Regions from separate parts of the Mus musculus genome. Here all the other regions are linked to region 7. A link is a contact called in public HiChIP or PLAC-seq and promoter capture Hi-C data. All regions are on one chromosome and are shown on one strand. Each heading gives the region's core, a stretch centred on a gene start, on an enhancer-like site or on the middle of the called end of the contact. The rest is flanking DNA. Distances are from core to core; before and after follow the strand shown.

Region 1 (3,759 bases), core at 244-2,743, 1.0 Mb before region 7:
ACCTAAGTCAACCCTGCTTAGCGCAGCTTAGGTCATTTATACTACTCCATTTTTCCTGTTACCGTCTGTGTGGTGAATCAATTCTGCTCTGGCTATTACCCAGTCACACGGTTCCAGGAAAACGGTCTGAGTGGAGGCAGAATGTCCTCTTTGAATTGTGGCCACAGAACCTGTTTCATTAAGTGAGATACTGGGTCTACAATTCCAATTATTTTCATCTTTCAAGAAGGGGAGCTGGGCGTGGTGGTGCACACCTTTAATCCTAGCACTGGGGAGGCAGGGGCAGGAGGATCTCAGTGAGTTCGAGGCCAGCCTGGTCTATACACAGCTGACTGGACACTGGGATCCTTGGGTAAATGATTTTAGCCAATGCCTGTAATCCAGCACTGTACACTCCCCAGAGAACTGTCACATATAGGGAGATGGCTCTATGCCCTGCCCGCAAACATCAGACACTGCAACTGTGATCTTACTTTTCTTTTGGGATGTAGCTTCCCTTAAAGCTAATTTCAATCTCCTGAACAGTAGTTCTTAAGGAAGGCCATGCCTCTAGGAACAACACTCAAGACATCAAAGAGACAACTGTATTCCGTAAAGGATTTCCAGCTCAGGGCTCTACAAAGACGTCTTACCTGATTCGTCTCCATTTCAGAGGCTCTCCCGGGGCTAGCCCTTAGTAAAGTTAATTTATTGACCCTTGATAAGGCGTGATTAACCAGCCTTATTAACCCTTACTAAATAACCTGGATGAACTGTCCGCTAACGTTAAACCTTATTCCTTTGGAGCAATGTACAAATTAGTAAAGATAGCAACACGTCGATATAGCAGCAGTCATTGTTTTTTGAGTTACTCAAGAGCGGGTTATCTCGTTAAAATGAGTGCGTGCATATATGTGTGTGTGTGTGCGCGCATGTGTGTTCCTTCAGTACATATTTAGCACGCTTCGTGGTATATTGTTCCCTGTAGTCGCGCTTTGGAAATGAATTCTCACTTCCAGCATCCTCACTGAGGATGGTCCCACTCTGGAAGCTGCCAGCTGTGTTGTGTGTGCGGCGTGGCACCGCTCAACCCTCCCCGAGGGACCTGTCCAATGCCCGGTCCCAGAGCACAGGCTGGGTGCAGCCCCACCTCAACCTCCCCACGACGCCCGCCTGTCAGCCCAAGGCGCCCGGGTGTCGCTTTCCGGGCCTGCAGGATCTCGCGCTGCAGGTGTCACCCGCGGGAGCCTGAGGACGCGCGGCGGGGAAGGGCCGCTGCTCGCAAGGGGTGTGAGCGCCGGATGCTCGCCGCGAGGCGACGCCGGGTGTGGACTGCCGCGGGCCGCCGCGGCGGAGGGGATGGCGCAGGGAGGGAGGAGGCAGGCCCGTGGTTGGAGGTCAGGTAGAGGCGGCCCCGGATACTCACTCAGCCAGGACTCCAGGCTCTCCCCTTCCGCCTCCGCCATATTGCAGCCGCCCGGTCCGGCCCTGCGCCCTCAAGCCTCGCGAGGTTCTGCGCGAGCAGGGCGGGGGCGGGGCCCGCATGGGGGCCTGAGCGCGCCGAGGGCTGCGGTCCACGGGCGCGCCGGACCGCGTCGGAGGCCGCGAGGGCGAGGATGTGTCTTCGCTTCTTCCTCAGAGGGAACCTCTGAAGGGAAACCCACGCCCGAGGAAAGTGCGCAGGCTCTCATCCGTGTCCTGTCGCTCACTCACGCAGGCGCGCTGTGGGCAGCCCTCCGAGGTCCTGACAGCGGCCAAGATGGCTGCCCCCGCGCTGCGCGCTCCGCTTCGCTGGTCCGGGCTGGCCCTGGGAGTGAGGTGCGCCGTCTGGAACCTTCCAGGGTGAGAAGGCAGCGCGTAGCCGGGACCGCCGCTCGGACCTTCACGGGAGGACCTGGGGAAAGGAAAGAAGCCGCAGGCGAGCTGCGCTGAGTTCTGGCGCGGGAGGGCACTAACTCGGGGCGCCGAGATGGCTGACTCCAGCCATTAAACGGGCCGGTTTGGGGGCTTAGTACCCTGTCCTATGCCTGACAGGCCGGGATGACCTAGATCGGTTCTACCCGGAGCCGAGAGTGCGGCCCTGCTAGAGATCGGAGAACTGGCTTGCGACGGAACAGTGGCCAGTTTCGGGGTGGGGGCTGCCTACCTCTTGGGACAAGGGTCAGAACTGCTGTCAGGTTAGCAGGCGGTCCCAGCGCCACCGTCCCTCGTCAGCGTGATGGCACTTGCGGCTTACTGTTAAGTCAAGCTTGTTCACTTTTGTGGAGTCACAGATTCACCCGTAGGGTTCTGTCTGCTTCCTCCTCGCCCCACTCCCAGGCTCACACAGGTGAGGGGGAGCCGCTATGCCCCCGAATTCCGGGAGCCCTTGATTGACAAGGAATATTACCGCAAGCCGGTGGCGGAACTCACCGAAGAGGAGAAGTATGACCAGGAGCTCAAGAAAACCCAGTTTATCAAAGCTGCGGCCGCGACTGAAACCAGCTCGGTGTTCGCAGACCCGGTCATCAGGTTTGGCGCAAATGCTCCTCTGCTGTGGGCTGGAACTCACCTGGGGCAGTTTTCTGCTGAGGGATCCGGAGTACAGCCCGGGAAAGCTAACCATGTTTTTCTCCTTGAAGCAAATTCACCAACATGATGATGAAGGGAGGCAACAAAGTTCTGGCCCGGTCTCTCATGGCTCAGGTAAGGCCGCTTCTTCCTCTTCAGCTTGTCTTTCTTTTCCCTCAGGCTTGGTGTCTGCGTTTTACACCATGGCTTCAAAACTAGAAAACAGGTTTCTATTCCTGCCATTAAAATTTCCAAGATCTGAGATTGGTGGTGCCCACCTCAAATCCCATCGCTGGAGAAGGCATTTGAATCCAGCACTCGAGAAGCAGAGATAAGTCAGGCCTGCTTGAGCTACAGAGTGAGTTCTGGAACAGAGCTACTTAGTGAGATCCTGTCTTAAAAACAATCAAAACAGAGCCAGAGGTAGGCAGATCTCTGAGTTCCAGACAGCCAGAGCTGTATATTAAGATCCAGTCTTGGGGTGGGGTGGGGGGACAACCTAACAATAAAAGAGGCAGAGTTGGGAAAAGTTTGAGGCCAGGATGGTCAAAAGCTAGTTTCACCCCGGCCAGAGCTACACAGAGTCCCCAGAAGTTTCCCATTCTGTCAACATTAAAAAAAAAAGTTCTTGCCTGGGTGGTGGTAGTTCACACTTTTAATCCCAGCATTTGGGAAGCAGAGGCAGGTGGATCTCTGTGAGTTTGAGGCCAACGTGATCTGCACAGTGAATTCCAGGACAGCCAGGACTACACAGGAAAACCCTGTCTCAAAACAAGAACAAATAATCTCGGCCTGTTCTTGGGGTCATGGTCTAGCAGAGCAGGAGGCACTTAAACTCTGGCTTTCCTGAAAGAGGGTCTCGTGGAACACAGTCTAGCCTGAGCTTGCTGTGCACCTGAGGATAACCTTCACCTCCTGACTCTCCTGCCTCCAGCGCCCCGTGCAGTCATGAGTGTGCAGCACTCCCAGGTGAGCTGGTTAAACTTAGGGCCCGAGCAGCCTCTTCCGTCTCTTGCAGACTCTGGAAGCTGTGAAAAGGAAGCAGTTTGAAAAGTACCGTGCTGCCTCTGCGGAGGAACAGGCCACCATTGAACGGAACCCCTACAGGATCTTCCACGAGGCACTCAAAAACTGTGAGCCTGTGATTGGGTTGGTGCCGATCCTCAAAGGGGGCCATTTCTACCAGGTGAGTGGGGAGCCTGTGTGTGAGACGGGTCGGGGTGGGAGTGT
Region 2 (4,281 bases), core at 1,036-3,535, 1.2 Mb before region 7:
TGTAAAGGCTTGCTTCCATGACAGTTTCCTGTCTCAATGAGCCAGTGTCTCTGGGGAATACTTCAATTGTCCCAGGGGTGTATGTTTGTAGGTGATGATACGGTCTCAAAAAAAAAAAAAAATCAAGCTCTTCATTATGAGTTAATCACAAGCATTACTAACAATTACTAACATTTATTGACATCTATTTTCATTTATTCACAACCTCAACCAAGGAACTTAGCCAAGGATTAGACACCTTCAAACACTTCTTGTCTTACTTGTAGCCTTAGCATTCCAATTTACTGCCTTAACACCACTATGAAACAACCCTACTTAGCCTGCAGTCTTCTGAACTCTGTACCTACTTCTCCAGTTTGCTTTTTTTTTTTTTTTTACTTTTTTAATGATTTATTTATTTTATGTATAAGAGTACACCAATGCTCTCTTCAGACACACCAGAAGAGGGCATCAGACCCCATTGCAGATGGTTGTGAGCCACCATGTGGTTGCTGGGAATTGAACTCAGCACCTCTGGAAGAGCAGTCAGTGCTCTTTAACCACTGAGCCATCTTTCCAACCACCTCCAGTTTGTTTTTAGTGGCTAGAAGAATCCACTATGCTGCTTCTTAAAGCTTGAGGAGGGAAGATGCCTGTATTTAGAACCACTTCCAGTGATCTGCCTCCCATCCCTGGCTGGGTATAAGCAAAGCCATTCATCACAACTCTCACATGGGTGTGAGTGGCTTATAAGGCTGTTTTGTAGATAAAAACAAAAAACCTGAAGTTGATTCAACTTGACTGAAACTCAACTTACAAAAATGAACTGCTGCTGGGCATAGTAGCACTTGCCTTTGATCCCAGCAGTCAGGAGGTAGAGCAGGTGCATCTTTAAGAGTTCAAGGCCAGCCTGGTTTACAGAGCGAGTTTCAGAACAGTCAAGGTTACACAGAAATACTGTCATGAGGAAAAAAAAAAAGAAGAAAAAGAAAAACCAAACCAAAGAACAACAAAAACGTGAACTACCATGAAATTCACTTGACCCACAGTCGTGGTATGTCTGTGATGTGACACACTCTGCATGTTTGGGATACAGCAGAGACCTTACATTCTAACTTGGAGACAGGCAATATGTTAGAACATAAGACTGGGCCTTGGAGTAGTGGTACAAATCTGAACACCTGTGAGGTGAAGGCAGGAGGGTCAGGAGTTCAAGACTAGTCTGAGCTAAATAGGTTGAAACCCTGTCTCAAAACACAAGCAAAAGACAGACCTGGTTGGGTAAGCTTTTAATACCAATGCTCTGGACTGAGAGGCAGGCAACCTGCTGTATATAGTGAGCTCCAGGCCAGCTAGGGCTACATAATTGAAACCTGCCTAAATAAATACCACAAAACCAACCCTTAAGCTCAAAATCGAACACACAAAGATTGGTTGACTGTCTATCCACTCATCTATCTAAAGCAAGTTAGGAATGTGGCTCACACTGAACAAGGGATAGGAAAGGGCAGGGAAAGTCCGAGCTTAGCAGGTAAGGTCGTCCTTGCTGTATCTAGTTAGGTTGCTCAAGGGTCCAGGGAAGGAGAACAGACTCAAAAAAGAGAAAAGGGTGTTTCTAGGATGCTAGATCCAGTGTTTGTTTATGTATTTATGCATTTATATATTTGTTTACATACACACACATTTAAAATGATTTTTCCAAGACAGAGTTTCTCTGTATAGAAGCCTCGGCTGTCCTGGACTCACTTTGTAGACCAGGCTAGCCTAGGTCCACCTATCTCTGCCTCCCAAGTGCAAGGATTAAGGCCTGGCCATGTATGTATGTATGTGTGTATGTATGTACTATTATTATTTTTTTTTTATGGTTTTTCAAGACAGGGTTTTTTTTCTGCATAGCCCTTGCTGTCCTGGAACGCACTCTGTAAACCAGGCTGGCCTCGAACTCAGAGATCCACCTGCCTCTGCCTCCCAAGTGCTGGGATTAAGTGCCACCACGCCTGGCCATGTATGTATTATTTTTATGACAGGGGCTATGTGACTAGGTTAGGCTCTCATCTGCCTTAGCCTTGAGAGCAGTGCTGGGACTGCAGGTGAGCACCGCTCAGTCAGACCCATACAGGAATCTTTTTAAGAAAAATCTCCCGTAGGTGGTCTCTATCTGCCGGTCAACCTCTACCAGATGTCAGCTGGGTGCGCACCACTTCCCACCATCACCGCCAAGGTGGACAGCCCGGAGCCCGAGAAACCCGGCGGAACTTAAGAGCCAGCTCAGCCAAGGCTGGCGGACCGCCGGAAGAGTGAGCACCGGAAGCGGTCCTGGGAGGTGAACATGGCGACCGCCTGGGGCCTACGCTGGGGCCTGAGCCGAACTGGAACGTTGTTGCTCGCGCCGCCCGCGCGCTGTGCTCGCCGGGCTCTGCACAGACAGGTAGACGGCACCACGTTCCAGAGCATCTACAGCCTGGACAAGCTGTACCCCGAGTCCAAGGGCGCGGATACCGCCTGGAAGGTCCCGGTGAGCCGAGAAAGGCGGGACGGAAAGGGCGGTTCCTCCCGCTGCTAGGTGACGCGAGGAAGCCGGGCGGCTTGCAAGGTTTTGGTTGCCCCAGGAGGAACTGATCGCCCTAGTAACCCGGCCGGAGGTGCGGGATGTGCTGGGACTGTAGAGTGTGATTGCAACCCTCGTGGCTCGGGTAGTGCAGACCCTGGGAGAGAGCCGCCACATACGCGTCTTTCTAGATCGTTAGTTTGTCCACGTTTGCTTCCCGGCCTTCAGGCTCACATTATATGGGAAGATGTGCATTATGGACCTTGAAAGTAGTAAAACCTGAGATCCGCAAGTTGGGACGTTACCCAGTCTTTTGACCCTAGTAACGTTAGGAAGCCTGAGACAAAGCTGGTTTGGTCCCTAAGGGTCCATGTTTAGCCTGCGTCATGTAGTGGTACTGCGTGGGGCCTGAGCAGGAAAGAGAGCATCTATTGAGCTGCACCTGTAGGATTGAAAGAGCATCAAGTATTTTCATTCATCCACTCGCACCTCATTCAGCAGACATCTTTTGAGAGCATGCTGTTAGCACAGTGCTAATTTGGGGCAGAGAGTAGTAAAACAGAAATCCTAAGGCTGTAAAGCTCGTATACTGGAGGGCGACAGACAAAAATAAATGAATAAACCCAAGTAACACTAAATATGATACTTCAGAGATAGTAAGACTCAGAAGGCAAAGGTGAAGCTAGAGATAATAACAGTTGTAGGTTTGTTGTTTGTTTGGACAAAGGATCTCATGTAGCCTAGGCTAGACTCGAACTTGCTACATAGCTGTGGGTGGCTATGAGCTCCTGATCCTTCCACGTTCATCTCCCACGCGTAAAGATTACTGGCATGTATCACTGTACTGATACATGTTGTGAGAAAAGCTCTTTAAAAGCCCTGGATGATCTCTAGTTTGCAGTGATCTTCCTGCCTCTCAAGTACTGAGATTACAGGCATATACCAACAAACCCAGCTAAGCATTGAAGTTTTAGGTAGAGTGATCTGGGAAAAGCCTGGAAGAATGGGCCACAGTGGCCTGAATCTGTAACCCAAGCACTTGAGGCAGAGGCAGGAAAAATCAATTGGCTCATAGCCAGCCTGGATTATATGAGACCTTGTCACGTACAAAGACCTGGAAGGAAGACATGAGAATACTGGGGAGATGAGTGTCCCCAGCAGAGCAGGTGCAACCATTTCAGAACAGTAGCATGCTGGACAAGTGTGGCTGAGTGAGGCAGTTGAGAGAAGTGGGTGGAGCCAGGAATAGAATGATACATTTTAGTTTTACAAGATTGACTGCTACACAGTGTTACAGACAGAAGCCTGGAGAATGGCAACAGCTAGAATGTAAGTTAGGAGATTGCGGTAATATAGGTCACAGTAACATAGGCAAGACAGGATGAGCAGGCTGGAAGCAATAGGAGCCTTGAAGGTGATTAGGTCCTAGGCATCTTTTGAAGAAAGTCTAGAGGATTCTTCCCTACTGGATTGGAAGTAAACTGAGAACAAGCAGGGTCTGTGGGACTGTAGTGAGCAGAGGTTTACTGGAGCCCAAAAGTAGGGAGTCACCAGTATTAATGGCTTTTCCATCAGCTTAGAAGGATGAAATCGTCTGGGGGCGGGGGGCAGGGGTAAACGGGTATTCAGAAGAGGCCAGAGGAAACCTGAGGAGGGTGGCTTAGCAAAGAGGTGTCTTCAGAGAGAGCAGCATGAGCTGAGTGAGGTCTAGAGATCAAGTGATGAAGGCATGGAGAGGTGCAGATGGACACACT
Region 3 (3,733 bases), core at 1,033-3,532, 1.7 Mb after region 7:
CTTTCAACAGCTTGTATCCCCGGTCAAACCTGACAGGACAGAATGCAAAAGGAAGACAAGCAAATCTCACCCATTCCATCAGTCAGAGTATGGGGGCTTGGGAGACCCAAGCACTGTTTGTGGCTGGGAGCCACACGGCCACTCAGAGCCCCAGGGTGATTTCTGTCCACAGTCTGAGAAGAATCTAATCCTCTGCTGGACAGCCCAGACATCCCGGGCTCAGACATAAAGAGAGGCATTTCGGTGATGTGGCTGCTGGGCCCTCAGTCTCCACAGACTGTCTCCACAGTCAGGGTGTCTCAGCAGCATATGATATGGCCTCTGTCACTGAGAACAGCACCTGGCTTGAAGGGAGCTCAGGCCAATGTTGAAGGTAAAGACAACATTAAGGTCCAGGAAGCTGATGGGCAGACTGGGGTCTGTGATGTCAAAGGGATGAGAAGTGTCTGTGACAAGGTCACGGGATAATCATTTTCAAGGCACAATGAGGGGCTGAGCAAGTGGCTCAGTCAGCAAAGCTCTTACTGTGTGAGCAAGAGGACCTGAGTGCAGATCTCCCATGCAAAATACTTGAGCTCAGCAGCTCATGCCCGTGACCCCACTATAGGGGAGGCAGAGACTGGGGGAGCCCTAGTGCTCACTGGCCAGGCAGGGTATCCAAGTTGGTGAGCTCCAGGTTCAGTGAGAGATCCTGTCTCGATATATACGGAAGCAAGGAAGACACCTGATGTGGGCCTCTGGTGTCACAAAGCCCAACCAACAAATCGAAAGTGTGACAGCCAAGCCCAGTAGCACATGCCTTTAGTCCCAGCACTCAGGAGGCAGAGGCAGCGAGAGTTTTGAGTTCGAGGCCAGCCTGGTCTACAGAGTGAGTTCTAGGACAGCCAGGGCTACACAAAGAAACCCTTTTGGGGGCGGGGCAAGGCGGGGCGGGGCGCAGGGGAGCACATTTAAGTGTTGAAATGGCTAGGAATATACCAGATAATAAGAAATGTATAGATGCTTGAGTAACAACAGCCAGACTAAATGTCAGCAGAGCAAGGGAGAGTCGGACATGCAAAGAGTTTCTTCCCAGATGGTTCTGAGAAAGGAGAGAAGAGGCCAGGAATGCTAGCAAGATCTCAGGACAATGACAAAAGGCAGAAACCTCTGCAGGGCTGGAGGATCTGGGAGGAGGGCAGGTGGTACACTGTGCGCCCAGAGAGAGGTGGTGATCAATGCTATCTCAGCCCCTCATCTGTGAAGTGAGTGACAGCAGTTTCTCCCATCGCTGTGAGGACCACCCAGATGCTCGGCCAGTTATGTGGGGAGAGGGTGGTACTTACGGTATGCGTCTCCAGATGACTGAGCCAGGCCAATGAGGACACATTACAGGGAGGCAAAGGCTGGCCGGGTGAAAGGAGGCACTTTCTATGGAGCTGTCTTAAAATCATTGGGTAGGCAATGAGACACCCATCACTGGAGGCATCCAAGCCAAGCCCAGGTGAAATAAACATCAGAGATGTTTCTAACCCCATTTCTCTATACTCTACGACACAGTACGCGGCCTCATGGCCCGTTTCTGGCCCCTCCTCCCTCAGCTAAGTTCCAGAGAAAGGTCATTCCTAAAGGCGCTGGGCTGCGTTTTTGTTTTTTGTTTTTTTTGAAGTGGTGTCAGAATCTCTCCTGGGGAAGGCGTGGCAAAGTATGTCTTAGCCAAGCTCACAGCCCCTTTCTCACCCAGATTCTGGGGGTGGGGCTACACGCGGACATCTGACCATTCCCCCATGCTCTACCAGGAGAGCAGGGCAGCCAGTTGAGGGGGTGAGGAACAAGCTCAGATCCCCGCAGACAGACCTTGTGGTAAGCTGCCCTCTGACCTCAGGGTTCAGGCATCCACCAATCAAGAGGGGCACTTGTGGCTGATGCAGGTGGGGCCTTACTAAATATAGGGGTGGTGTTCACCACCTTTCCAAGTCCCTAGCCAGCTCAGGGGCACCCAGCTGCCATTCTTAATGTCATGACACCTCCCACTCCTCAGAGCATCTTGTCTTCCCACCCCCAGCCCCCCGCTGTCAGCACCTATTCTTGCTGGTAAGACGGACTTTTAAATCTGCATCAGGTCACGTGGCCTGGTCACACGTTCTCCCCCAACAGCCGGCACAAAAGACCCCCCCTCCCAGCGGAGAAGGGGCAGACACCGCAATCTTGTCCTAAGGTGGTCCAAGTGGGGTTTCAGGGGTCACTGACCCAGGTTAGGTGGAATTACCACTCCCCACCTCTGCCAGCAGCCCTGTCTGCCCTGTCTGGTTAACCAAGGGAGGCTGTTGCCATGGGAACAGCAGAGCTGTGGTGCTGTGACATCACCTCAGGGGTGAGGTCAGATACAGAGACAGGCCAGCCAGAGGACAAGTTTCCAGGTGAGAAAAGCAATCAGAGATTTGTCTCAAGTGGCAGGGACTGTGAGCTTTTTGAAAGCAGTCTGTTTGAAGAGGTGTTGATGAGCAATGTAGAAAGCCTCAGTTCACAGCCACAGCCTGGAGGAGTGCTCCCTCCCCTCAGACTGGCAGCATCACGACCTCCTCAGGCTGTGCTCTCCCACCCCAGCTGTCAGAACATTAAGAGGACAAACATACGTAAAGATCTCAAGGACAGGCGCTTCCCATCCCTCTTCGTGCAGAGACAGCAGCTGGCTGGACTCGGGCAGAGGGTATGGGCTACTTCCCAACAGCTCTGAGAAGCTGACTGAGGCAGGAGAAGAAAGAATCCTAGCTCCGGCTCCTCGTTCATTCTTAAACCTCCTTAGACCTCAAAGCTAGACATCCTTGACTGTGCTGGAGCATCCTCTAAAAGTAAGACCACTGAGGGTTTACTTTGGGGAAGGTGGCTTCGTAAAGAGTCAAGCTTAAAGTTCCTCCTATCGAGGAAAAGTAAAGGGCAGGGCAGGCCGAGCTGTGGAGAACGCAAGATGAGAGGAGCTGAACCTGGAACCAAAGGCTGTGGCCGGATGGAATGAGCCCCTGGAAAAGCCACTGCCCACTGACTTGGACCAGCATATGCGTTATCCCCACACGAGGAACTTTCTCCACGAAAGCCGCCTCTGTTTTTCCGGTCCCCTTTCTCACACTCTTGTGATGGTTTATTTTCTGTGTCAACTTGACTGAACCGGGGAATACTCAGCTGGTTAATGAACTAAGGGACACCCAGCGAGCTGGTAAATGTGGAGGTGTTTCTGCATGGGATTAACTTTGAATCATACTGCTTGGGCTACGGGTGTCCAAGCTTGGGGATCCAGACGATGTCGGGTGTGAATGAATATCTGTTGTCTCCAGCCATCTGGGCTCCTCCTGGTCCCTTGTCCTTTGCTCTCTAGAGACTATCCACCCCCACTCACAGATGAAATCACACCACTGCTTTCTGGTCTGCAGATACCAGTGTGGGCTCTTTCAAACTGTGGGAGCCCCATTCCCACTCCAAAGCCCGGGCCTTCTCTCTGTTGATTCTGTTTCTCTGGAGAACTCACAAACAGAGCCCTGGGGTTGATCTTTCTGTCTCTTTCATCTTCTTCTTCCTGGTCTTACATCAAACCTTCAGCAAGAGAAAAGTCCCTGGAGAGAGGCTTCTAGAATATGCTGGCACTTTTGCCAGGTGGCTCTTTCAGCCTGCCCCAGCAGGCTCAGTGCTCTCGGTTTCCATGATTGTTCTCACTGGGTCTGTTCTGGAATGAAGGTGATGCTGCCACCCCTGGCCCTGG
Region 4 (4,152 bases), core at 1-2,500, 1.7 Mb after region 7:
GCAGGAAAAAAGTGTCTATCATTCTACCTGGAAGATACGGCTATGTGATGTAGGAGCGAGAAAAATGTTCGTGTAGTTCCCAGCAAACCCTCTAACATGCACACGCAGCACGTGTGACTCTCAGGCCAACCGGGATGCTTCCTCGACCCAGGTCTCTCAAGGACTAGGATACTCTGCACGCCCAATTTACATATCTAATTCGGAACTCAAGCCTGGCTCCTCCCTTCTGACAGATGTCATTTAAACAAAGCATTTCCTTCAGCTCTTTAAGCTGTTTTCCAAGAAATACTCAAGTCAGATTCTCAGGGTCACTTACATGCTGGCGAAGACAGAGCTGGGGCCTCCAAGGCATCCCACCGCAGAGCATTCCAAGTCAGGGAACAGTTGAACTACATGCTCTTTGGCATCCTCAGGCATCCAAGGTGCCTCCCTGTCTTAGGATGCTATTCCACCATCTCCATCACCAAGGGTCACGCCACAGACGCAGGCAGGCTCGCGCGCGCACACACAATCACACACCATAAGCAATGGGCATTTTGGTTAGAATGCTATCCTGCTATTACATTTCGGTGTGGATCCGTGTTAAGGATCTGACCCTGCCCTAGTCTATAAAATGGACTACAGCTATACCTCCACCCTAAGATTTCCAGCTCCGGGAACCTTCAAAGGAAAACCCGCTCTGAGAGAACAACCGCGATCCCAGCGACCTCACGTTCCAGAAGCTCCCTGGGATGAAGACTGATGCAATTCCCTGGCTACGCTAGGGTTTACAGGCACCCCTCACATCACCTGTCCCTTCCTCGGAGTCCCTGGCATCCCTTGTTCCTCCAAGTCCCTCGCACCCCAACCTTCTCCAGTGTTGCCCTACGCCCCTCTCACGCCCTGTCCTTCCCGGCGATCCCTGTCCCTTGCGTCCGATGTTCTTTCTGCGTTCCCCGGTGCCCTCGCCGGCCACGCACGCACCTGTCAGCCTTCGCTGGAGTCCCCAAAACCCGCGGGTAGAACGCGCACCCTCCTCGTCCCAAGCCCCGCGGAAGCTCCTGCGCTCCGCCGCGCCCGACCTCGACCTCCTAGGCCTCTCGGGAACCCGCGGAAGGCCCGCGCAGCACCAGCGTCCGATCCGGGCCGGGCCAGCATGCGCACCATCCGGGCCTCCAGAGCCTCACACACGTGTCACCACGACGTTTAAAGGAGCCGCACTGCAATGTGCTCCCTGAGTCCGCGTGAAGGGCACGTTCGCCTTAAGAGGCGGAGCTAACGGCGACTTGTCTCCCTGGACCCTCCCTTCTCTGCTATTCGCGACGCACACGTCACCCCTCCGCCCCGCAGGCCTGCCAGTCTACGCGATGACGCAAGCGCGTAGAGCTAAAAGCTCCGGAAGCGTCCCGGAGTCCAGAGACCCTGCTGCGGCTTGGCGTGGTTCCCGCGGTGTACGCGAGTGGCGTCACTTCCGCTTGCGTGCCTGACATTGCCAGTGCGCAGGCCCAGTGTGCTGCGGCGAGGAGCTCAGGGCTCACGTTCAGTGCAAGCCACCGAGGCTTTGAAGATTCACCGTTCGTTAGTTCTTACCTGCAGGCGTCCTTTTGAAAAAAAACAAAAAAACAAAAAAAACCCTAGCAAGCCGGGCATGGAATGAGGCCCTGGGTTCCATCCATCACTGCATGAAACAGGCGCTGTGGCACAAGAAAGCAGTTTCTGCAACTCTGAGGAGTGGAGGGGGTGGGGGATGATCAGAACTTAAACGTCATCTCTGGGATCCTTGAGATGCTGGCTATAGCCACTCCACCGCTTAACTTAAGTGGCCAAGGCTGGAGGATCATTGGAGAATGTCTTCTGGACCACGTAGCAGAACCTTGTCTTTAAAAAAGGGGGTGGGAGTGGGGGCTGATGGGGTAGTAATGGCAAAGACCAAATCCTGTTAGCCTATACCAATGTCCCTTTTAGAGCTAGAAAGATGGCTCAGAGGTTAAGATGGCTTGTCGTTCTTTCCAAGGACTTCCCAGCACCCATACAGTGGTGGTTCAAAATCTCATGTAACTCTACATGTGGCAGACACATATGACCTAAATTAGAAAAAAAAAGTTCTCTTAGTTTTAAAAAGATTTTGAATTACATACGTATAGGGGAAGAATATCTGAGTGTAGGTGCCTGTGGAGGCCACTGGTGTCTCATCCTCTCTTAGAACTGGAATTACAGGCAGCTCTAAGTTGTGAGCTCCCAGTGTGAGGGCTGGGAACCAAACTCTGGTACTCTGTAAGAGAAGTAGGGGCTATTAACTATTGAGTTCCAGTCCCAGAATCCTCCCTCTTTATTTAGACCGACTTCTTTGTTCTCTGACCACTCTTTGTGTCTGGCTGGAGCTGGCTCTATAAACCCACTGTTCTAGGCTGGCTACAATGAATTACTGCTTTTGCTGTCCCGAGCCTGATACAGTTCCTGGGAAATTCACTGTTTTAGCACGCTTCCTGTGTGGGAGCTGGCACCTGGCATAAGACCTAGGTTTTTAATCCAGATGTTGTTCTAATTAGCCTGTTACTTTGCAAATTTCTCTTACTTGGAGGCTTGATCTGTGGGGACAAAAAAATAAAATAAAATTCAGAGTCAGTAGCTCAGTTGGCAGGTAATAAATTTAGTCCCCAGGCTGGGCGATAGTGGCACACACCTTTAATCCCACTCAGGAGGCAGAGGCAGGCAGATCTCTAAATTCAAGGCCAGCCTGGTCTACAGAGTGAGTTCCAGAGAGCCAAGGATACACAGAGAAGCCCTGTCTCAAAATAAATAAATAAATAAATAAATAAATAAATGCAATCCCCAGATGCCCCCCAACCCCCTAGTGCAGTGGTGTTATAGAAATGTAATCCCTTCTCAGTGAGAAATCACTCTGCACACTTCGAGATCTGTAAAGAACATACTTTTACATGCAACTGGATGTGGCCAATGCCCAGGGAAGAGCCAGCCTCAAACAGAAGAAGGTCTTATTAACTCATAGACAAGGTAGGCTTGTGCATTGTGCATACTTGACACTTGTAAATCTCTTTTAGGTCCAGATCCCAGATTACATATTGAATAATTTAAATAGAGATGGAAAACTTAACTCTGACCATTTGGGCAGATGGCAGATTCATTCAGCAAAGATATTGTAAGGATTCTTTCTTTCTTTTCTTCTTTCTTTCCTTCCTCCCTCCCTCCCTTCCTTCCTTTTGTTTTAGTTTTCTTGAGACTGGGTTTTCATATGTAGCCTTGGCTGTCCTGGTACTCATTCTGTAGCCCAGGCTGGCCCGGAACTCAGAGATCCACCTGCCTTAGCCTCCCCAGTGCGAGGATTAACGGTGTGCACCACTAGTACTTGGCTAGGATTATTTATTAAGTACATCACTGTTGTCTTTCAAATAGTTGTTACCAGCTTCATCTTGCCCACCTGGCAGAATTGTGCTTTTCCTAATAACCCAGGGAACTTAATGCTAGACCATGTCTTAGTGGCAGCTGTGACCCTGCACTGCCCCCTTGAGCTTCCTGATAAAAGCATGTTCTTTGGGGGTGGGTCTGATGACAGATCAATCCAGGTAAACGTTTACATCCTGGCTTAGTTGGTTTTGCTTATTTCTTAGTAAGCCAGGTTACACACTACTTATCTTTGGAATGTTTTGGAGGCAGCACAGGCTAGATTCTACACAATGCATCCGGAGCGAATCTATCAGTAAATCCTCTATAACATCAATTTGGTTACTTGCAGTTTCTTCTGCATGTGTAGTATACACTTGTAAAGAGGCAGGCAAGACCTCCAGTCACCAACTCTCATCTCGTCGTCCTTGAAGAATGGTGTGCGCAGACAGCCAAGGATACAAATGGGAGCCACTTCACTGTCAATCAGGATTAAAATAAATTAAAACAGATGGCCCACCTGCCACCACCAACAGTAATCGAGTATTGGGGGGAGGGGCAAGGACAGTTGCTTAAGGATCCCTCCTTGCCTGGGACTGGAGAGATGGCTCTTGCAGAAGACCTGGGTTCAATTCCAAGCACCATTAGATGGCAGCTAAGAACTGTAACTCCATTTCCAGGGCATCCTTCTGGTCTCTGCAACATCAGCCGTGCAATACTGGTACACAGACATACATGCAGGCAAAGTACCCATACACATGAAATAAAAAT
Region 5 (4,295 bases), core at 48-2,547, 1.1 Mb before region 7:
CTGTGGGTCATCATCAATGGAAAATACATGGCCAGAGAACATGGAACCAAGCCTTTGGGAAGATCAAAGAGATGCCTGAAAGCCAACTTAAGGGACTGTGTGCCACTAGCTGAGACGATGTAGATGGACTCCCTCCGCTGAACAAAATATCTTCACCAAGTTAAGTGAGGGGTAGGAAACGGGTCCCAGTCCAGTCACAGAGCTCCTCCCAAAATGCAGTGTACTGGGGACAAGCAAGATCCCAGCTTCCAGGAAGGGATACTACATACTACTGGAGAGACAATGGATGGCTCCCTAGCCCCGCCCAAGCACAGACAACCTCCTCCTCCAAGAGAAGCCTGCTCTGGGGTGAACTCATTCGGCCAAAGTCAATGGGAGAAGTAAAGAAGGCGACATGGAAGGGCAGAGGTCCGAGGACCTGAGCGCAGAAAACCCATTTGAGCAGGCTCACGGCCCCGCGCATTCGGAGGTGGGCGTGGGGAGGGGGAGGAGACCCGATCTCTCCTTTGTTAGGCGCAGGGAGGCACTTTGATAAGAGAGCTCCTGTCCAGGGCTGGAAGTGGAGGGAGGGGATGACCAGCCCCGCCCTACCAGAGGTGCACCTGCTGCGCAGACACGGACACCCCGGCGGGCCACCACGAGGAAAAGAGCCTGCAGACCAGCCGGATCAGTGCTCAGATTTGCTCGCAGCGCCCAAGGCCGGGGCCAGCACACGCCCGAGCCAGAAGCGGGAGCGCATGGCCCTCATGTGGGACAATGGGCCCAGGGCCCTGCAGGCTCCTTGGGCTCCTGGGAGACCAAGCCCACCATCCTGGACCCGACCAGTGTCGCCGCGGGTGGCTGAAAGAAGATCCTCCCGCACACTCTCACCGACTCCAACCTGCCGTACGGCAAAGGGCCGCCACCCACAGTCCCCCTCAGCTGTCGTTACCGGGGAGAAATGAATAGAAGGGACGACTGGGGCGGGGCCACAAGCCGAGGCAGTCCTGCCGCACAAAGCGGCGCCCACTCCTTACTCTGCCACCCTCCCCCGGGCGCGAGCGCGGTGCTCCCGGCCCGTTACCACCAACGCCCCGCGGTCCCCACAAGCCCTGGAGGGCTCGAGCCCTACCCTGTCGCCTTACCGGGAGCTGTTCCTGCTGTTAGGGTCCACACCCTTAAAGGTAGTGGTAGTGGTCATGGCGCCAAGGGGCGAGGTAGGCTGGCCCTGAAAACGCCAAGGGGGACTGGGACCAACAGGCGCAGACGACTCCAAAAGCTAAACCACCAGGGCTCCACGAGCTTCTACCGCCGCGGGGCTCGCCGGACTCCCATTTTATAGAGCCAATAGGGCCCACCCTCCACATGCCGCCATTGGGCAATTTAAAAAGATCTCTTCATTTCTATTGGTTAGCTACAGTGCTAATCATAGATCGGCGTCAGGACGGGCTGCGCGGGAGACGGCTCGGCCTAAGCCCCGCCCCCTTCCTGTACAGAGAAAGGCCGCTGTGGTCTCCCCTCCTCCACGCCCTCGACAATCTGGTGGTGCTCAAGTGTTCACGGTCACTTTAAAAAGTTACTTGAGGGGCTGTCGAGGTGGCTCATAAGGAAAAGCCCTTGCCACCCAGCATGACAACCCGTGTTCAATCTCCAGGACCCACAACGTGTAAGAGACCCAACTCTCTTTTTTTTTTTGTAGAACATGATTTTAATATTTTCAACTGTTAATACTCAACAAGCAGAATAATTATTTTAAGATATACTTCGTTATTATGTCTTCATTTCTGATTTTATTAATTTGGATACTGTCTCTGTCCCTTATAGTTAGTCTGGCCAGGGGTTTATCTATCTTGTTGATTTTCTCAAAGAACCAGTTCCTGGTTTTGTTGATTCTTTGTATAGTTCTTTTTGTTTCTACTTGGTTGATTTCAGCTCTGAGTTTGATTATTTCGGATACCCAACTCTTGAACCTCTGACCTCCACGCACCCACGCACTGAGACACACACACACACACACATACACACTACCTAGCTACCTAAATAGAAAGCTACCTCAGCAGGATGTGTCGGCACTTCCCTGCAATGCCTTAACTTGGGAGACTGAGGCAGGAGGATCACTTTGAGTTTCAAGCCAGTCTGGTCTAAACAGTGAGACCCTGTCAAAAAGAAATGAGGGGGAGGCAGAGAAGGAAAGCAGGAAAGAGAGAAGGGATGTCGTGTTAAGGCCATATGCTAGTACTGCAGAGGACCTAGGTTCAGTTGCCAGCACTCACAGGGCAGCTCCAAACTGTAGCTCCAGTTCCCTGACCTGGGCAGTTACATGCAGGCACACACATGTACACAACGTAAATCTTTTGCCAGGCGATGTAGCACATGCCTTTAATCCTTTAGTCCCAGCACCAACTCAGGAGTCAGAGGCAGGTGGATCTCCGAGTTCTAGGCTAGCCAGAGTTACACAGAGAAACCGTGTTGGAGAGGGAATTTTTTTTTTTTAAGGTCCGAGGTGGGGGTGCTGCACACCCCTAATCCCAGCACCCTGGAGGCAGAAGCAAGATTTCTTAGCCTCAAAAAGGGCGGGGGGCACACAGTGGTCTACACCTTTGAACCCAGCACTAAGGAGGCAGAAGAGTCTAGGACAGCCAAAGATGTTACACAGAGAACTCCCCCCCCACCCCACCCCCACCCCCCCACCCACCCACCCCACCCACCCTCACCCCTACCCCCCCGTCTAGGAAAAAAAAAAAAAACAGAAACAAATGAAAAGAATTCCTGGATTAGCCTGCGCTAACTGGATTAGCCTGTGCTACACCATCACCCCACATCCCGCTGCCGATGCTTTAGTACCGTCCCAATGTTTGGTTACACCAGCACTCCTCCCTACTCCTGGCAATATAGGGCAGTGCCACTATGCAGGGTAGATGGCTAACAAAAACCGTAAATCCGCTCTTTAACCTGACCAACGTGTAGGAAATAACAATGTTTTCTCCACGCCCCAAATAAGCCTTCAGCTTTCCATGCTTCTGGGTGGAGATGAATGAGACCTTTCACCACTAGGACAATCTTTCTTTCCTTCTTTCTTTTCTTTCTTTCTTTTTTCTTTTTTTTCTTTTTTTGGTTTCTCTGTGTAGCCCTGGCTGTCCTGGAACTCACTCTGTAGACCAGGCTGGCTTTGAACTCAAAAATCCACCTGCCTCTGCCTCCAGAGTGCTGGGATTAAAGGCGTGCGCCACCACTGTCCAGTTTAGGACAATCTTTTTTTTTTTTTTTTTTTTTTTGAGACAGGGTTTCTCTGTGTAGCCCTGGCTGTCCTGGAACTCACTCTGAAGACCAGGCTGGACTGGGAAACCTAATGAAGCAATCTTAAAGAGTCCGTAACAGAAAAAGTGCTGAAATTCCAGGGGTTTTGTTTTGTTCTCTGTGTTATCTACGTAGCCCTGCTGTCCTGGAATTCCCTTTGTTTTTTAAAATTTTTTTTTTTAAGATTTATTTATTTGTAAGTACACTGTAGCTGTCTTCAGACACACCAGAAGAAGACATCAGATCTCATTACGGATGGTTGTGAGCCACCATGTGGTTGCTGGGATTTGAACTCCAGACCTTTGGAAGAGCAGTCGGGTGCTCTTACCCACTGAGCCATCTCACCAGCCCTGGAATCCCCTTTGTTGACCAGGCTTCCTTTAAGCTCATAGAGATCTGTCTGCCTCTGCCTCCCAGTAAAGGCCCGTGCCAACATTTCTGGGAAAGACTGGAATCTCTTTAATATTAATCTTTCAGCCAGTGGTAGAGCCCACCTTTAATCCCAGCACTCTGAAGACAGAAGTAGGAGAATCTCAGTTCAAGACCAGCCTAGTCTGTCTCAAAAAAAAAAACTTATATAAATAAATAAATAATAAAACAGACAAACAAGAAACCACTTTGATCTTACTCTTTAAGTGCCAATGGTTGGCACATGAGCAAGCCCAAACGATGGTTTGCCCTCAGAGGCTGTTTTAAAGCTGGCTAATGCCTGGTAAGGGGATGGCCTCATCTCTAAAACTATCGGAGCTGCCAGGGACTTGGCAGCTGTTTCCAACTCTTAAGTCATGACTCTTCCACCTGTCTGGGTAAATTTATCCCTGCAACAAATGCAGGCAACACTTGGAGGACTTGGAGGATGGTCTAAAGATCTTCATAGGCAAAGCCTTAGGTGAAAGCATGTAGGCAGCTGAAGGGCGACCTTTTCTCATGACAAACCTAACCCCTAAAAGTAGACGTCTCCCGTCCTGGGTACCCTCAGTATTTCCATAAAACTCAACAATATTCCTCTTCCTGTCGCC
Region 6 (3,769 bases), core at 1,151-3,650, 1.4 Mb before region 7:
CTCCTCACTGTCTTCATCTTCACACCAGCTACACTGCATCTCATACTCCTGCTGTAGGGTCAGCTGCTCTGAGGCTGTCAGATGCCGCAGTTCTTCTGACTTCATCCACTCGTGGTATCTGCAGGGGTGGGGAGGGGCAAAGGCCTGCCTTAGATGAGAGATACTGACTCAACAGCACTGGGCTTCCTGGGTGTGGAGGGACAGGCCTGGAGGCTCAGCACCCAGGGGGGTGGAGCCAGGAGGAGCAGCCCGTTCAAAGCTACCCTGCGTTCTAGGAGACCCTTTCTTCAAAGCAAATGAACAGGAAGAGGAGGAAGTGTTTAAGCTCTGTTTGGGAGTATTCTATGCCAGGCTCTCAACACTACAATATCCAAGCAGCAATGAAGTATAAGGTACAAACAAACAAGAATCTGACACTGGGTGTGGTGGCGCATGCTTTAGTCCCAGCACCAGGGAGGCAAAGGCAGGTAGGTCTCTTTCTATAGCCTACATAGTTCTAGGCCAGCCAGGACTACCCAGTGAGTCCCTGTCTCTAAATAAATATACATAAATTTAAAAATAAAATAAAATACGGATGTGACATCCGCTCTTTTCTGGTTTTGCCCACACAGGATAAGTGCTGTGGAAGTAAGGACGTTAGTCATTTTCACTCTATGTCTAAACACATTGTAGCTGGGCAGTGGTGGCGCACGCCTTTGATCCCAGCACTTGGGAGGCAGAGACAGGTGGATTTCTGAGTTCGAGGCCAGCATGGTCTACAAAGTGAGTTCCAGGACAGCCAGGGCTACACAGAGAAACAGAGAAACCCTATCTCGGGGGGGGGGGGGGGGATAAAAACAAAAACATTGTAGGTATTCAGTTAATATATAATCGATTAAAAAAATACCCCACTCAAAAAAAGAAAAAGAAAAACCACAAAAAGTCTGAGTTTGTGCTTTCTGAGGTGAAGTGGGTATGGGTAGGCAGGAAAGGTAGGTTCTTTTCTCAGGCAGCAGCAGAGAGGGTAGCTCTAGGGGCCCAGCTTCCCACCCAGGTAATATAAAACCAAACACTCCCCCAGTTCCTGAGGGTAAGGGTATGCCAGTCCAGCCCAGCAAAGAGGGCTGAGGAGACCTCTACAAGGCAGGGTGACAGATCTCCCCAATGCAAAACTATTGTCCCCTACAGAGCCAGCTTCTCAATCTGTCAGATGTTTGCCAACTAACCTCACAAAGAGTCCCTGAATCTCACTTCTGGCCTTTAAACAGTAGGCATCAAAATAATGAATTCAACATCTGGGACAAGCACACGTTAAGTCTCCAGAGGATACCAGGGAACGCCATAAGTAATTTAGAACGAGGGAAGAAGACATGGCTTTGTTTTTTTGTTACACACACATCTAGATGATGTAATCCCTCATTGAAAAGCCAAAAAGAAAGCAGAGAGATGGATGACAAGGAAAATAAATGAAAAATGAGCCCTCCACTTCAGCTTTATTCCTCCTGCATGTAATTCCCACCCCCAACCCCCCACTTTGAGTCACAGTCTCATTAAGTATCCCTAGCTGGCCTGGAACTTATTATATTGCCCAGGCTAGCCTCAATCTCACGGAAGAGATGGACCTGCCTCTGTCTCCCAAGTGTTGGGCCAGAATCAAAGGTGTACAGCACCACACAAGTGACGTTTGTTAAACAAGACAGGCTCCTAGATTAAGGCACCCTGTTTCCAATTGCCCTCCACGCTACAACCAGTCGGGTAATGAGTTAGTTACCTGGGCACATGCTCGGAGGTGTAGGGTACCAGGACCACCTTCTTGCCCACTAGCATGGTGTTCTGATTCAGCTTCATTGTAGCTGCCTACTAGTGGGGAGAGTTAAAGACTTCAGAGCCCCCATAGTGTCTTCCCACGCAGGGTGGAACTCTTTCTGTAGCAGTGGAGCTATGTTGACAGAAGAGCGTCCTGCCTTCCCCTCACAACTACGTGAAAGAACGGGGATTCTAAAACTCTTGTAAGAGAAAGAGCCGAAGTGGTCAATACATCTGGGCTCTCACCCAGGGGCCAAGTTCTGGCTCGGTTTCCAGCCCATTCCTACACAACATGCCCGTCCACCCCCAAATGACCTGTTAATCCTTTTTTTAACCTGTTTCCAACCCTAGCCTCCAGCGTCCAGAGTCCACGTCACTCGGCTCTGGCCCTTCCGTTTTCCTGTCCCCAAGCCCCACTCAAAGTTCTCAGGCCTCAGCCCTTTGCGTGGTTCCTCGGCCGTCTAAGCGCTGTAGTTTGCAAACTGCAAAGCTCACAACCACCCCCTGCCGAGGAAGGCGTCCCCAACGACAGGCGTCAGCGTCTGTCCCGGAGAAACAGGCTTTCCGCATGCGCGTAGAGGGGCTTGCTGTCCGCTTCCGCCAGGCAGACGGCAGCCGCAAAGCCCAATCCCGGCCCCGCCCCCGCGAGGCATCCAATCAACGCACTGCGCCCCTCCCCACGCGCTCGCTTGGACGGGGGACTGGGAAGCGTGCGCGTGCGCGTAGCGGGCGCTGGTGCGGGGCCGCTGGTGCCGGGTGGCAGCTGCAGAGCTGGAGGCGGTGGCCACTGTGCCTGGAAGCTAGCTGTGCTGCAGGTCTGGGACGGGCAGGAGGGCAGGACAGGGTGAAGATGGATGTGAATTTTAGAGTTTCACCTGGAAGGGAGGGGAAGGGGAGACTGAGGGACCGGCTCTGGAGAAGAGAGGGGAGGCTTAAGGGTGGGAAACCCTAAGGCAAAGCAAAAGGCAGGTGTCGGTGCGCGAGGCCCCATTTAAAAGAAGAGGCTTTGGGACAAGGAGTTAGGATGGAGGGGCGACCTTGGAAAAGCTGACTCCCGCTGTGGGCGGAGAAGCAGACAGCTGTGTGGGCTGTCCTGTGTAGTAGTGAGCTCATAGATAATGAAACGGACGTAAGCACTTTAGGGTAAAGGGGGCTGTGATGGTTAGTGAGGCTTAGAGGCCCGGAAAGCCCCTTCAGTCACTTGGAGTGTGAGCAGCATCCAGGCACCGAGAAGTGCCTTGCATAGCAAATCAAGTTAGAAGACATGGTCCAGGAAGCCGCGTCCCACCAAGGCTGTCTCATGGCAGATAGGGAGACCAAAGTGTCTGAGTTAAAAGGGCTACAGGTGAAAGCGGCAGACTGCAAACCCCCCACCCCCAGTCTCATCTCTGCAGTTAGAGAACTAAAGTCTACTCTTTTGTCTTAGGAGCTGCGGCTGCTGCTGCCACTGCATAGAAGTAACCTCTTGGGCCAGCCCTTCCTCACTCTCTGGAGATGGCAGGCGAGATCACAGAGACCGGAGAGCTCTATTCTCCTTATGTGAGTTCTTCTCCATAAATGTGTTCTGCTCACCACCATGCTCCTGGTTTCTAGAGAAGCCCACTGCTATCTGTGGACTATACTAATTATGGCCCTGGTTTAAATAGACCCTGGTGAAAAACACAACGGAAACTCCACATAGCTCCAGTCAGGTTCAGCTGTCTTAGCTAGACTCTATATATCAGGCTCGTTCCTCATTTGTTTATAATTTTTTAAAGCTTTTATTTTAAATGATGTGTCTACGTATGGATATGTGCATGCCTGTCAAATCCAAAAGAGGGCACCAGATGCCCTGGAGTTAGTTGTCGATGGTTGGATGCTGCTCAGTGTAAGTGCTGGAAGTGAACTCGGGTCCTCTGCAGGAGCAGCAGGTACTCTTAACTGCTGAGCTGTTTCTCCAGGCCAGTTCTCCTTTTAGACACCTATCAGAGAGCATCAAGCCAAA
Region 7 (3,763 bases), core at 270-2,769:
GAAAGAGAGGAGCCACAGGGAATCAGTGGACCCGTTATTCCTTGGATGTTACTTTCCTGGTGTAAATAGCTAGGGGAGTCAGTTCTGTGTTCAGAAGGAAAATTCCAGTTGGTCACATGGCATTCCGCTATCCGGGAGACCTCAGCTCATCCAGCTTTGGGAAACTCCATGGGAACAGAGCTTGGTCCTGCCCTTCCTCCATCCCCAGGGCTACTCTGGCTTACCTTGAGCTTATCCTGTGTCTGAAGCTATCCTGGGTAAAGTACTACAGACCTGTGCTTCGAGAGAGCCACTGTTCCCAGCTTCTCCTCCACAGGGCCAGTGGCCAGCCAGGGCGAAGCCTGCCCACCTATCTCTTTATCTCTCACTGAGATTCGTCCTGGCCCTTCCCAGCCCCTGGAGAAACTTAGGTAGGGAGAGAAATTCACAAGAAGTACCCTAGTGGGCTGGTGGTCATAGGACGGTCACTCAATGTTGACTTTTGAGGGGCCAGATTCTGTACTGTGGGGCAGACCTGTGATGGCCAAGTGTCTCCAGGGATTGTCAAATATCCTTAGCGGGCAAAAGCACCCCTAAGCTGAGAACCACTGCTTGAAACCAAGTTTCATTTTCTTCTCCCTGACTACAATCACAACAGCACAACATAGATGCTGGGGACAGTATTTCACCACAAGATGTCACCCACACTGGAACCCCCAATGCAGCTGGTTGAGAAACAGCAACCGCTCCACCTATGAGGCAATCCCTCAGGTACACCTCACCTTCGCTCTCTATGTCCCGGCCCTACAGACTCGCGGCTCGGTGTTTCCTGGAGTTGAATCAAGGTATGGACCTGGCTTCCCTTCTGCCCTGGGGTTGTGGTAGAGACCTGGGCCCTACAGACCTTTCGCTCCCTAACTTTCAATCCAATGCAGAAACATCAGCTGGGGGCCCAACTCTCCAAACCCCTCGGTCCTTAAGCCAGGACTCCTGAGTACACTTTCTGAGCCGCGGACTACTCTGGCGGTGTGAGCCTTCCCCATCCCCCACCCCCGCACCTGTTACTACCACGGCGGCGAAGCTCCACGCACAAAACGCTGCCCGAGGACTTTGGAAGTTCACCCGGGAGACAGGGGAATATAGTCTTAAGGTCTAAAAGGGATTTCTGGTTGGAGGCGGAGTCGCATGTTCCAACACTGGGCAGTGCCCTCTCTTCCTCTCTGGGCTTTTAAACTTTTGCGCAAACCACGCGCCCAGACATCTGGTGACTGTGCCCCGGGGAACCCCTTTAGGCGTCCTGGTCCCAGCAGAGGCCAAGGATCTGCGGGAGGGATCCAGCGGTCCCGCGGGCACAGAGTCCAGCCTCGGCCTCTAGGGCGCTCTGCGGGGCGCACAGCCCCCGACCTTCCCCGCGGCCGAACGGGGCAGCCCCGTGAATCCCTGGCCACCCGCGGCCTAGCGGACCCGAGCTCCGCCGCACCCAATTCCCCGTGCTCACCTCTCGGAGGCCCCACGTCCCGGGAAGCGGCTGAGAGCAGAGTGGGCAGCGGCGGGGCGGCGGCTACAAGGCTGAGCGCCAGCGCTCCGCCTCTTCCCTACCTGCGCGAGGGCGCAGGGGCGGGGACTGGGTGTGGGCGGGGCCTCATTGAGGCGGGGCTTCTTGGTGTGTGGGCGGTGCTTCGGGGGGCGTGGTCGGCCCGCGGCTTCTGCCTGGGCTTGTAGCTCCTGCTGCTCCACTTATGGCCACATTTAAACACTTGCCTAGCACACAGATCTTAGGTTCGATCTCCAGCAACACACGCGCTCACACGGACACACCCCCATAACAACCAAGCAAAAACCACTCAATTTCCCCTTCTCTTTCTCGTGTGACCTCAGGCTCCTTTGACTCCAGGAGCCTCGACTAGGCTTGCATCCTTTCCAGAATCCCCGATCGATCGCTGCAGCTACATCGTCTAGGAAGCCTTGGCCTTCTCTAGCTGCTGTCTCTCCTTCGTCCATTAGAATGATCTCTCCTCAGGCCTGGCATCCCTTCTAGGCCAGACCGGGTCCTTGCTGGAAGTTGGGTCTTGTCCCCTTAACCACCCCAGGACTAAACACAGAGCAGTTGGAAAGGCAACCGAGGTATATGCTAGTTCTTGGGACTGTCCCTTAGGAAACTGTGAATGTTGCTCTGCACCCAAGGACACAGAGGCTTCTTGCTAAGGCTGAAAGCTGGCTCTCACAGTAACTGGCAATAGATGCAGAGGAAGGCCCTCCACATCTCCGTGTCATGAACAGCCCCCAGGCCCAGGCTTTGGATACTCTAGCCTGGCCAATACTGACCAAGTAACTTGCTTTGTTGGCTGTAATGAGAAATAACTATATATGACTCCAGCTAACAGAGCCGGGGGTTCAAATCCTGATCTGCCATTGACTGCTCCTGTGGTCTTAGATGAATCCCCTAAGCCTCCTCGGTCTCAGCTTTCCCCTCTCTGTGTGGTAGCAGTAACAGGGAGCATTTGTGGGGCCCCTGGCTCTAACTAGCAGCTGCTGTTATCTTTGCTATTATTAGTAGTGGTGACGGCCGGCCCTCCCTCAAGTTTAAGCCACAGGCTTTTATCCTCCTTAGCCCACGTCTCTAGCCACCTTGAGCCCATAGGAGCTGGGCTGTGCCTCCTCATCTCCCTCCTGGACCCAGATATCCCTCCCTTAACTCGGCTCTGGGTGGTGCCATCTTGTGATGTTCTTACCCACTTCCTGGTAGAGTACCACTCTTCATGTTCGCGTACCTAGCCCTGTACGAAGGCCTACATTTATGACACCCTGTCCAACACTCCCATGCTCCCACCTACGAGCACTCGCCGGACCTGTCAGCTCCTGAACAAGAACAGCAGGCCGGAGAAGGGCAGGGGGTGCCACTGATACAGATGCCTAGGGCCTGGGTTAGCCCCTCACTTGGGATTTGATGTGGAAACTTACGGCAGGCAGGAAATGGCAGAGGAACGAACTAGACCTGTACCCCCAGGTCTGGAGTCCCTATCCTCAGCCCCTGCACCAATGGCCTCAGTCTTTCTTTCTGAAGTCCTCGCCCAGCCAGAGAGTATGGAGAGACCACCACCAGGGGGCGCTGCAGCAGAGCTGCTTTCAGAGGTGAGCCAGGTCTCTGGGCTCTTGTTGCTCTTAACCACCCTGCCCCCAGTCTGCCACGTTGGTGGGTTGGGTAGAGCAGAGGTTAAAAGCACTGACTGCTCTTCCAGAGGTCCTGAGTTCAACTCCCAGCAACCACATGGTGGCTCACAACCATCTGTAATGGGATCTGATACCCTCTTCTGGTGTGTCTGACAGCTATAGTGGACTCATATAAATAAAAGAATTTTTAAAATTTATTTTATTTTTTTATTTTCAAGATAGTGTTTCTCTGTGTAGCCCTGGCTGTCCTGAAACTCACTCTGTAGACCAGGCTGGCCTCCAACTCAGAAATCCTCCTGCCTCCCAAGTGCTGGGATTAAAGGTGTGTGCCACCACTGCCCGGCAATAAATAAATCTTAAAAAAAAAAAAAAAAAAGTGGGGCAGGGGAAATAATTATATGGTTGGAAGCTTTTGCTGATGTTGCAGAGACCCAGGTTCAGTTCCCAGCATGCACTTGGGATCTTGCAGACAGCCTTAACTCAGTTTCAGAGATCAAATGCCCTTCTTATACCTCCACAGGCATGTACATCATAATACATACTTAACACATACATACATACATACATACATACATATATGACACAGGCAAAACACTAATTCATGTAAAAATAA

The links. Promoter capture Hi-C pulls out the DNA fragments that hold promoters and counts their contacts. HiChIP or PLAC-seq counts read pairs in DNA pulled down with a chosen protein or histone mark.
Region 1: a contact with region 7 is called in a promoter capture Hi-C map of pre-B cells, with 4 times the contacts expected there. The contact joins the promoter of Gga3 here to the promoter of Rhbdf2 in region 7. A contact is called at or near these places in 3 of 39 promoter capture datasets (hippocampal neurons, liver and pre-B cells) and 1 of 115 datasets of contacts at active chromatin or transcription factors (embryonic stem cells).
Region 2: a contact with region 7 is called in a promoter capture Hi-C map of liver, with 2.7 times the contacts expected there. The contact joins the promoter of Mrpl58 here to the promoter of Rhbdf2 in region 7. A contact is called at or near these places in 3 of 39 promoter capture datasets (liver and pre-B cells).
Region 3: a contact with region 7 is called in a promoter capture Hi-C map of pre-B cells, with 2.4 times the contacts expected there. The contact joins the promoter of Cep295nl here to the promoter of Rhbdf2 in region 7. A contact is called at or near these places in 2 of 39 promoter capture datasets (hippocampal neurons and pre-B cells) and 1 of 115 datasets of contacts at active chromatin or transcription factors (pancreatic cancer cells).
Region 4: a contact with region 7 is called in a promoter capture Hi-C map of liver, with 4 times the contacts expected there. The contact joins the promoter of Usp36 here to the promoter of Rhbdf2 in region 7. A contact is called at or near these places in 2 of 39 promoter capture datasets (liver and pre-B cells).
Region 5: a contact with region 7 is called in an H3K27ac HiChIP or PLAC-seq map of microglia, with 5 times the contacts expected there. The contact joins the promoter of Jpt1 here to the promoter of Rhbdf2 in region 7.
Region 6: a contact with region 7 is called in a promoter capture Hi-C map of pre-B cells, with 2.7 times the contacts expected there. The contact joins the promoter of Nat9 here to the promoter of Rhbdf2 in region 7.

Annotation. Positions count from the first base shown.
Region 1 is chr11:115,602,423-115,606,181 of GRCm38.p6, forward strand. It overlaps Gga3 (golgi associated, gamma adaptin ear containing, ARF binding protein 3), which reads right to left and starts at 1,494. Exons shown (of 17, transcript NM_173048.3): 1 at 1,406-1,494. The coding sequence starts at 1,445. It overlaps Mrps7 (mitchondrial ribosomal protein S7), which reads left to right and starts at 1,718. Exons shown (of 5, transcript NM_025305.3): 1 at 1,718-1,821; 2 at 2,299-2,490; 3 at 2,601-2,664; 4 at 3,548-3,715. The coding sequence starts at 1,739.
Region 2 is chr11:115,401,467-115,405,747 of GRCm38.p6, forward strand. Mrpl58 (mitochondrial ribosomal protein L58) reads left to right here and starts at 2,286. Exons shown (of 6, transcript NM_001347645.1): 1 at 2,286-2,494. The coding sequence starts at 2,309.
Region 3 is chr11:118,340,252-118,343,984 of GRCm38.p6, forward strand. Cep295nl (CEP295 N-terminal like) reads right to left here and starts at 2,283. Exons shown (of 3, transcript NM_021440.2): 1 at 2,062-2,283; 2 at 1,326-1,422. All of the region lies in intron 1 of Timp2 (tissue inhibitor of metalloproteinase 2), which reads right to left.
Region 4 is chr11:118,288,994-118,293,145 of GRCm38.p6, forward strand. Usp36 (ubiquitin specific peptidase 36) reads right to left here and starts at 1,251. Exons shown (of 21, transcript NM_001033528.1): 1 at 964-1,251.
Region 5 is chr11:115,513,096-115,517,390 of GRCm38.p6, forward strand. Jpt1 (Jupiter microtubule associated homolog 1) reads right to left here and starts at 1,298. Exons shown (of 5, transcript NM_008258.2): 1 at 1,125-1,298. The coding sequence starts at 1,180.
Region 6 is chr11:115,184,999-115,188,767 of GRCm38.p6, forward strand. Nat9 (N-acetyltransferase 9 (GCN5-related, putative)) reads right to left here and starts at 2,401. Exons shown (of 7, transcript NM_025400.4): 1 at 2,121-2,401; 2 at 1,751-1,839; 3 at 9-118. The coding sequence starts at 1,827. Tmem104 (transmembrane protein 104) reads left to right here and starts at 2,489. Exons shown (of 10, transcript NM_001033393.2): 1 at 2,489-2,600; 2 at 3,212-3,324. The coding sequence starts at 3,280.
Region 7 is chr11:116,622,701-116,626,463 of GRCm38.p6, forward strand. Rhbdf2 (rhomboid 5 homolog 2) reads right to left here and starts at 1,520. Exons shown (of 19, transcript NM_001167680.2): 1 at 1,478-1,520.